Linked DNA regions of Mus musculus: regions 1 and 2 are each linked to region 3. Evidence: chromatin contacts called from public Hi-C data. All regions are on one chromosome and are shown on one strand. Each heading gives the region's core, a stretch centred on a gene start, on an enhancer-like site or on the middle of the called end of the contact. The rest is flanking DNA. Distances are from core to core; before and after follow the strand shown.

Region 1 (3,271 bases), core at 437-2,936, 340 kb after region 3:
GTCCACATTCGGGTGTGCTCTATCCATTATTGCCTGTGCTTAACTCTAGGTCAAAATTCCTTCTTGATAAGCAACCAACTCTGCTTCCCACTGGCTCATCCTGCAATTCTTTCCTGCAGTTGAATCTTGACTCTGCCTCAGTAGGGGCCTCTAAGCAGAACTTGTTAGGGTGCTACAGCCAATAGCATGGAGCTGGGTCTCCTTCTTCCATAGCTGCTGATGCTAAGACACATAAAAGCAAATCTTTGGGCATGCTGTAAGGAGGCATGAAGAGTGGAAACCTGTCCAATTAACAAGAATTAATGGGTGTTGCAGGGTATTTGATCACACTGTGAATCCCAAGATTGTGTGATTTATTGAAAAAAAAAAAACTGTTTCTAGTTTTAGTGTAACTCAGCCCTTATTGTATATCTTTAATCCCAAACAAAGAAGGTAAAGTTAGTTTGTAGATGGAAGCACCCATGTTTGAAAGTGACATCTAATTGAGTGGCAGACAAAATGATGAACCAGAGAAAGATTTGACAAAATAGACTAATCCCAACTCTCACAAGAGGGGGGAGGGGGAAGCTACTTGAAGAGTTTTACCTGGACAGTTATAGAGAGACAGATTGCAGAGAGAGAACAAGCTGTACACAGGTGAAGACAAAATGAGCTAGAGAATGAGAAGGAGCCAGAAGATTAGAACAGATTGCCAGAGTTAGTTTGAGGCCAAGCAGAGCAAAAAGTCAGAGGCCAAGAGAGAAGCCAGATTGAATCTCTCACCTTGTCAAGGAGTTTGAGCCAGAATAGTGGAGTTGAACCAGTCAGACAGTGTTCAGAAAGAACTAGAAGGGGTGAGCTTATTCAGCATTAAGTCTCAGAAGTTGAAAGCATTCTGGGCCTAGATAAGATTGTATGAAGGCTAAAAGCTTCCAGGTCTAGGCCTAAGTTAGCAGAGGCAGTAAGCCCCTGAAATGACAATTTAAAAAGGTGAATAAAAGTTACTTTCCAAACAGGGAAATGCCATCCCCCATCCCCCGAAGTCTAGAATAAAAGTAACAGCCTGAATATTTGTTCAAGAGAAATGACTAACTCAAAACAGTGAGTGGGGCTGGAGAGCTGGCTCAGAGGCTAAGGGTGCTTATTGCTCTTGCAGAGGACCTGGGCTGGGTTCCCAGCACCACAAAGTGATTCACAACTATCTGCAACTCCAGAGATTTCACCGCCTTGCCCTGGCTTTCTTGGTCAGTAGGCACACATGTGGTGCATAGATGTACATGTAGACAGATAAAGGCACATAAAATTCAAATAATAACATTAAAAGTCGGGTTTGTAGTGGGGTGTTTACCCTTTCTTTAGACTCTCTTCAGAGCTCCATGGGCCACACATTTGAAGCAGGCAGTGGAAAGATCAGTGATGAGGGACAATGGTCTCCATCCAGTCTGACTCTCTGATTTTATTGGACTTAGATAAGATGCTAATACAACAGTTTCTCTCTTCTGAACTTGGGAGGCTGCATGGTTTTCCTGGTTTGGAGAACTGCAACCGTGGCTCTGTAAGACCTGAAGAGCCTTATGTCCTGGATGTCCCACTCACAGAAACACAGAGACGGAGATCAATGCACTAAGCAAGAGATTTATTGATCTGGCATGCCACACTGTCCTGCAATCTGGGCAGAGTCAACCCCAATCTCCTAAGCACACACTTTTTATATAGTTTAAGGGTAGGACTTGATAACAATAAGAGTTGGTTTAAGCCCATTGTTGGCCAGGGCAGACTTTTTGATTTCCCCCCTTTAGAAATGGTAATTAGCCTCTCCCTTCCGGATTGGCAATTGTTTCGTGACCTTCCTTAAGCAATATTAATGGCCATGGGTGAGGTGAGGTCTTAGTCACCAGAAGGGGGAACTGAAACATTCTTGGTCATTATCTGCACCTACCTTAAAGTAGGAGCTTTCTTGCAAAGCTTGTTTTGTCATTGCAGGAAGGGAGTGTTAGTCACAACCTTCTAGCGGAAGTCCCCAGCATGCTATTCTAGCAAGGTCTTTCAGTGGTCATCTTATGTTCTCTAAGGTCACACATTCCCACAGCTCCTCCTCATCCCCACAGCTCAGTCCCGGGTTTGGCTCACGTTGAGTGTAGGATAAACAGCTGATTTATTTGTGTCCATGTCATTGAATAGTTTCCCCCATTGTCTGCCCAGCAGCTTACACACCAACAAGCAGGGATGATTCCTGCTAACAATGTGGACTCTGCCTTTGTCATGAAGAGCTGTCAGTTCTATGAGGAAATTTCTTAGGCTCTGTCGTCAGGAAATGTGATTTTAAGAATTGTTGACTTTATCTATAATATCTTGATCAATATAGATTTGGCTCACTTCCCTAGGTCTCTGAATCAATTTAACAATGAGATGGAGAGCTTTAAAAGGCCCCAAGTATTTTCTAAATAAAAGACCTAAAGACAACAATGAAGAAAGACTATTCCTTCTTTAAAATAGTTGACTGTGTTAGAATACTTTAGTAATTCTGAAACTATTCACTATTATTTATAAATATTTATTGAGTGTAGAGTCTGCTCCAGGCCTCATGTGGAATGCCAGGACTATATCAATGATTAAAGTAAGTGTGGTTGTCTTTCCTCTTGGGAAGAGCCTACGACCGACCGCAAGGACAGAGAAAGGAGAAAGGGTCACTAGGGTTGACTCCCTCAGCCACTCTGCATAAGCAGACACACACACCCAACTCACCACTCTGCATAAGCAGACACACACACCCAACTCAGAGGACTTGCCTCAGGCAGAGTACAGACCAAAAGAAATACAGCCAAGATGTAAGTCCGTGGAAAAGGGGTCGTTGAGGGCAGCAGAAGAGAGAAAGCATGGGAGTCGTTTCCTAAATAAGGCTGTCCCTGAGCTGAGAAGTCTCACTGAATAGAGAGTACGTACACTATTCATATGGAAAAGCACTCTAGAGATGGGCACACTCCAGAGCTTGCAGAATGTCCTCTGAACCTTCCTGAGCACCCTCAGTTCAAGAAGGAAAGCTAACCAGCCGGAAGTGTCTGGGTATGTTTAGTTTGTAAGACAAAGATGGCCGAAGGGAGTACTGAGCGTGCTCAGTGTGGCTCATAAATAAGGCCATTAGCAAGACTTGTAGACATTTAGAATCTTTCCCCAAAAAGGTTTAGCAGCAGGCGAAGGAAAGGTAGATTCATAGATGAAGCTCTTCTCTCCCCCACCCTCCCCTGCTGTCCCTGCTTCCTTCCCTCCCCTCCTGGTCTCTCCCCTTCGCTCC
Region 2 (3,252 bases), core at 95-2,594, 510 kb after region 3:
GGAACTAGAACGGACTGAACAGAACGTCCTGATGGAGCCTCTACGTCAGGCACAAGTAAGTAAGAGGTTCTGGTCTCGCTGTTGCGTCTTGATGAGGAACTTGGCCTGAGTCTCCCTGTTAGGTAGCAAGATGGCTGCCAGCCTTCCCATAGATAATGCCTTGGCTCCGACTGCAATGGTGAAGAAGGTCCAGCATTCATTCATCATTATCTAACAAAGACTCAAACAACAGATCAGCTTCCCTCTCAAGGAACTATTTTCACTAGATGTGGCTGGGCCCTTATCACAAGCACACACTGTCACCTCTGCTGGCTCCTGGGCAGCCTGGAGGGACAAGCCTGTGATTAGCAAGACTGTACCTCAAATGGAGCTGCTCCTCCAGGGCCTATCCTCTTCCTCTAGGCTGTGGCGGCTACAGCATTAAAGGATCATGAGACCAGTGCTCTCTGCTGCATTAATAAACATTTATTCCAGGACTGTTTATTAGGGATGTCAAGGGACGTTCCCACCTCCTCTGAAACATCTGAGGGATGGAGAGAGCCCACTCTCTGGAATGACCTTCTCAGTGACACCACCAGGTCTCCATCAGCCTGAGGCTGGGTTGGTCTCAGGTCAACTAGTTCTCCTCAGGGTCAAAGCAGAGGCTGGAGCACTCAGAGAAACATGAGGGGGGAGGTTGGTGGTGTAGGGGTGACAAGAACGAACCAGCCCCGGAAGGGAACAAAGAGGCTGAAGCTGAGCTGGGCCCTGGTGGCTCCAACCTGGAATTCCAGCATTTGGGTGACTAAGGCAGGGGGATAGCTGGAAGTCTGAGGCTAATCTGGGTTACACAGTATGAGGCTCTGTTCCAAATTGGCATCTCTGCTGGGCTGGGTGGGACAGGGCTGGGTCTGGGGTAAACGGAAAGTGGTTAGAGTCCCTGTGTTCCTAACGTTGTCCTACCCATCTGGGGAAGCTGCAAGAACAATCCAAGGCCAGTGCTGCTTTCTCCCAGTGACAGAGAAAGTATCGCCGGAAATTCCTTATCCTCACCAGATTGTAAAACAAGTGTTTTCTGCCCCCCTGGAGACCTTATCTTTTCTGCCTGTCCTTCCCAAGGCTCCCGACTCAACTGTGGGATGGGTGGGAAGGGGGTGGGGAGGGATGCCTTAGGACAGAAGTTAGTGTAACAGGCTCACTGGCTGTAGAGGACACTAAAGGACATCAGCCTGATGGGGGATGGGAGGGAGGTTTCTAACAGGGAGAGGGCTTTGATGTGGGATCAACTCCCCTTTCATAAGACAGCACAAATAAAGGGAAGCCTCTGAGAGGCTGCAGAGGGAAATCAAGTGGATGGAGAGTGCCCTCATGTGGCAGCCGGGGGTGTGTGCAGCCACAAAGCCTCAGCTTCCGCTTGGAATTTTATTCCTGGAACTCTGGGGCCTGGAGAGAAATAGCACCTCTTAACCACGTGTCTGAGTGAGACCCCGGGATGAGGACCAGTCCAGGACGAGGAGAGATCAACAAAGACTGAGAAACCACACCTCAGAGAGGGTGTGGGAGAAACCACAGGAAGGCCTGCTCCGGGACCATCCCCCCACCCCCACCCCCCTCTGTGTGATCAAAGCCGGCAAGAATTTCCAAGTCTCTAACCCTGATGCAGCAAACACTTATCTTCAAACCAACAGTGACACCGCTCTTTGCTTGAGGATAAATATCCTCAAAGAGAGCTGTCAAAAGGGCAGCTGGTGGGGTTCACTGAGGAGCCCCACATCTCCCTGTTCTGAGCACCCATCAGTCTCACCACAGCTGTCCCCACCCCTGTCTTTCCAAACTCAAGGTCTTCACTTCCTTGGAATAAAGCAAAAAAAACAAAACAAAAAAAAAAAAAACAAAAAACAAAAAACAAAAAAAAAACAAAAAACAAAAACAAAAAAACAAAAACAAAAACAAAAACAAAAAAACGGGTGATTATTTCTGGAATGTCTCTGTCTGCTTCCCATCTTCGGAAGCCAGGTGCAGCTACGGTCTGAGGAGACGGCTCAGTCGATACAGCGCTTGCCACACACACACAAGACCCTGAGTGTGAGGCCCAGAACCCACATACAAAAGTCAGGAGTGGTGTGTCAGCACTCAGGAGGCAGAGGGAGGTGGATCGGTGGCACACACTGGCCGGGAAGCCCAGCCTACTTGGTGAGGCTCAGGTCTCAAAAAAGGAAATACAAGGTGGATGGCCCATGAGAGGTGATGTGGGAGCAGTGTTAACTTCAAGGTTTGGGTCTGTCAAAGGAGAACATTTGTAGACAAATTTTCATGGGACGAAGAGCAGAAGCTCTCACTCTAGCTTAGTGGTGCATGGCAGTCAGCCCAGAAACTGGAAACAGAGGCAGGGAGAATCAAAGTTCAAGACCATCCTGGGCTGCATGTCTCAAAAACCAAACAAAACCAAGCAAAAACCAAGCAAAGGCTCAGCCGATGAAGTGCCTGCCCTGCAAGTTTGGGGACCCGGGTTCTGATCCCAGAACCCACACAGTGAAGTTTGTTGAGGTGAGCTTGTAATCCCAACACTCAGGAGACAGAGACAGGCGTGTGTTCCTGGGGCTCATCACCAGCCTGGCCTGCTAGGAGAACTCCAGGCCAATGAGAAACTCTGTCTCAAGTGAGATTTAAAGTTCCCTTCTGGCCTATATATGCACTGCACATGCACATGTGTGCATGTGTACACACACACACACACACACCACACACATGCACGCGCACACGTGTGCACACACATACACTCATGCATGGGGTGGAGAGTGAAATTTTAGTTACAAAGCCTATAAAGGAGTAGTGGATGTCTGACGTGCAGTGAGAATCATTTCAACCCTGAAGATTTGTTAGCCTTTCAGGCAACTTCTTCCATTTCCTGGGCTGATGACCTGCGTCCAGATCAGTTTTCAGGCAGATCAGCTCACTTTGGGCTCTGAACTAGTAAATCAGTCCTGTGTTCTGGTCAGTTAAACACAAAGCGGATTTACTGTCAGGCAGGATTTCCCAGCAGCCCCCGGAGATGCTGTGATTCAGGTTTCTGGGGAGAGCAGAGCAGTCAGATATCCTTCCCAGAGGCGCCTGCTTGAAGAACAGCTAGCGTGTGACTCAGGGTGCTCTGTGAGCCTCTGCGGTGGTGGTGGTGGGGGGGAGGGGGGCTGGTCTCACAGTGTTTGAGGGAGCCAGGAAGGGAAATGAACTTCCTCTCTCAGCTTCCTCCAGGAATTCCCAAAGAGACACGGA
Region 3 (2,939 bases), core at 176-2,675:
CAAGCAGGCTAGACTGTGAAAGGAACAAGAAAACTGGTTCATGAGATGGCACAACAACAAAGACAGGGAAACTGAGGCACAGAACATAAACTGCCATGGGGAAATAGGAGCACTCCTATATTCCTGTGCATGTCTGCTCAGTGTTCCTCAGGGAGGCCCTTATATTTAACTGAGGACAGGGACAATAGGTGGCAAATTCTAGGACAGGGATGGGATGAATGTTCCTTCAGGAGAGAGCTTCATGGGGACAATTGCTGTAGACAATGGGGATCCAAAGGCGAGAGAGACTTCAGTCCTGCCAGACAGTGAGGTGGCCATTCTTAAAGTTTACCGAGGGCGAGGGTGATCCCATGCCACAAAGAACAGGCTTAACTGGGAGAAGGAACATAGGCAACTTAGGTTTGCAGGCTAAAAGCCAGAGGGCTAGATGTTCCCGGGAGTGGACCTATCTATCTGCTTAGGGTCTGGTTGCCTTGGTTACCTGGAAGTCCTGGGTTTTCTAACAGGAAGACATTTAGGATACCATGGTAGCCCTCTCCTTTGTAACCCTAGGGTCTTGCTGTGACATTCTGGTTTCGACGCACTGCAGAATGCAACAAAGAAGAGTTACACATCTCCATGGCTCCATCTCATGAACTTCTCTCTCTCTCTCTTTTTAAAATAAAATTATCTTTTATTTAGTCTTTGATAATTTCATTTGTATAAACAATGTGTCTTGATCATACACATCACTTCAAGCGATACCCCCATTCCCATATTTGTGTTTTCTCCTCTCTCTTTCTCTCTCTCTCTCTCTCTCTCTCTCTCTCTCTCCTCTCCTCTCCTCTCCTCTCCTCTCCTCTCCATTCTCCCTCCCTTTCTTTCTTTCAAGTCCAAATTCTTGGCTGATCTTGTTGCCTTGACCTTATGCAAGTGGCCATTGCTACGGTGAGCTCACGAGTACAACAGCCATTTCCTGTCTAGAACACACCATTCCCACAATGCTCTTCCCCACCCGCCTGACCTTATATTCATCTCCCCCTCTTTTTCAATGTTTCCCAAGCCTTGGGGGTACTGTGTGGAGCATGGGGTGGGACATGGCAGAGACACGCTACTTAGAACTGAGACACAGGCATTTGTTCTCGGCATTTGACCAGTTATGAGTTTGCATTAACTGCCAATTGCTGCAGAGAAGAAAAGTTCTCTGGCCAAGGTTGAAGCCAGAACTAACCTACAGGTGCAAGAATAAATATTTAGAAGGCAGTTTGACAGCATGCCATTTAGCAAAGACAATACCAGTAGGTTCTTCCTAAGAGCCCTGGGCTTTCAGCCAAGCTGACAGAACCAGGCACGTGAAAGGATAATTTCTTTAACACTTCTTCTTTCTGGGGGATAGGATGGGAATGGGAAGTAGGGTTTGAATCCTGCTTATGGGTCAGGAAGCAGAAGCTGAGGGACTACAGATGACCAGACCAGCTGGCCTGCAGCAACAGGGCTGTCCTGGCAAGGGATCACATCCAAAGACCTAGTGGGTAGGTCTGTGTGATCTGGCTGCCGTTAGTATACACCTTTAATCCCAAACAATGAAGGTGAAGATGGTTTGTGGAAGGAAGCATCCATGTTTGAAAGTGCTGTCTAATTGAGGGGCAGACAAAGTGACAAACCAGAGTAAGATTTAACAGAATGAGTTGGAGATAGGTTATGCCTAACTCTCCCTAGAACAGCAGAGGAAGGAGAGACTGCTTAAGAGAACAGTGCAGAGAGAAAGAGGCAGGAGACAGTTTTACTGGGATAGTTTTACAGAGACTGGTGGCAAGTGAACACAGAATAAGCCCGAGAATAAGAAGGAGGCAGAAGATTAGAACAGATTGCCAGAGTTAGTTTGAGACCAAGGAGAGCAATCCAATCAGAAGGTGAGAGAAGCCAGCTTGAATCAGTCAGCGTGGAAAGAGCTTGAGCCACAACAGCTGAGTTGAACCAGCCAGCCAAAGTTTACAACGAACTGGAAAGGGTGAGATTATTCAGCAGTAAGCCAGGAGACAACAATCACATCTGGTGAACCAAGGCTACATTTACAAGTAAGGAAAGGGTAATTAATGCAAACTATATAAAGCGCCTCTGCTGGAGAGACACATGTTTATGTAATAGCAGAGCATAACACAGACCTGAGAAGAAGCCACCTCTGGTGCTTGGCAGCTTCAAGACAACTTTCACTTATGTAACCATGCCAATCAATAACTCTGTGGTGTGAATGGTTGAGACCACAGTCCTGAGTCAGATGGTGCCCATTTCAAGGCTTTGGTCTGAGGCACCATGCTGGGCCAGCGAGGTGGGAAAGGCACACAGCAGGGCGTACAAATGGAGCAGCTTGTTCTAGGAGGTCAGAGTCTCTTAGCATAGGTGGGTCAGCATATGCATAGCTCCATCTGGCCTGGCTTACGAACTTATCCATCTATAAAGGATCAAGGCCAGCTTTCCCACTTACCACCTACTAAATGGAAAATAATTATACAAAGTGAAGGCACCTGGATGCTTCTAGACCTTTCTTAAGTATTGTCAGGTTTAGCACCTATGTTTCTGTTTACTTAGAAACAGAAACAATCTTTTACATTACGATTTCTCTCTCTGGAATGTTCCAGTAGTTATACAGTAGCCACTTACAACATGGGACACCAATGGCCAATGTCAAGCTAGAGAGAGCCAGTCTGGGAACACCAGCAGCAAAGATGTCGCTGTCCACAGCAATCATTGTCCCTATATTGCCAATGTCCACTGTGGGCTTGCTGGAGGTTGCACAGAGCTGAGAGGAAGTTGAACAAAGAGGCTGTGCTAGCTGGGCACTTGGGCAGGAGTAATACTCCCTGAAGCTCATATTTAAGCACTGACAACTGTCAGGTGACTCTAGATATGGATACAGGACCCTAGCACACCGAGCTTGTTGAGCAACTTCTTCTAGGGAA

Evidence for each region. A called contact is a pair of places that touch in the nucleus more often than the background predicts.
Region 1: a Hi-C map of bone marrow-derived macrophages shows a contact between it and region 3, with 4 times the contacts expected there. The contact joins two enhancer-like sites. A contact is called at or near these places in 2 of 484 Hi-C or Micro-C datasets (bone marrow-derived macrophages and uterus), 1 of 115 datasets of contacts at active chromatin or transcription factors (embryonic stem cells) and 1 of 9 other capture datasets (embryonic stem cells).
Region 2: a contact with region 3 is called in a Hi-C map of bone marrow-derived macrophages, with 19 read pairs. The contact joins two enhancer-like sites. A contact is called at or near these places in 4 of 484 Hi-C or Micro-C datasets (Sertoli cells, bone marrow-derived macrophages, nephron progenitors and 1 more), 3 of 115 datasets of contacts at active chromatin or transcription factors (embryonic basal ganglia, embryonic stem cells and extraembryonic endoderm stem cells) and 1 of 9 other capture datasets (embryonic stem cells).

Annotation. Positions count from the first base shown.
Region 1 is chr8:125,697,820-125,701,090 of GRCm38.p6, forward strand. No RefSeq gene overlaps it. Among named protein-coding and RNA genes, the nearest start is that of Gm39283, 14 kb to the left of the region's middle. Within about 2 kb of position 1,687, at least 15 of the 459 cell types and tissues checked have an H3K27ac peak or open chromatin away from gene starts, as enhancers often do. A contact at or near this core is called in bone marrow-derived macrophages, where this site is marked.
Region 2 is chr8:125,869,662-125,872,913 of GRCm38.p6, forward strand. The region is part of intron 8 of Pcnx2 (pecanex homolog 2); the gene reads right to left. Among named protein-coding and RNA genes, the nearest start is that of Gm46061, 19 kb to the left of the region's middle. Within about 2 kb of position 1,345, at least 67 of the 459 cell types and tissues checked have an H3K27ac peak or open chromatin away from gene starts, as enhancers often do. A contact at or near this core is called in bone marrow-derived macrophages, where this site is marked.
Region 3 is chr8:125,358,341-125,361,279 of GRCm38.p6, forward strand. No RefSeq gene overlaps it. Among named protein-coding and RNA genes, the nearest start is that of Gm30713, 26 kb to the right of the region's middle. Within about 2 kb of position 1,426, at least 1 of the 459 cell types and tissues checked has an H3K27ac peak or open chromatin away from gene starts, as enhancers often do. A contact at or near this core is called in bone marrow-derived macrophages, where this site is marked.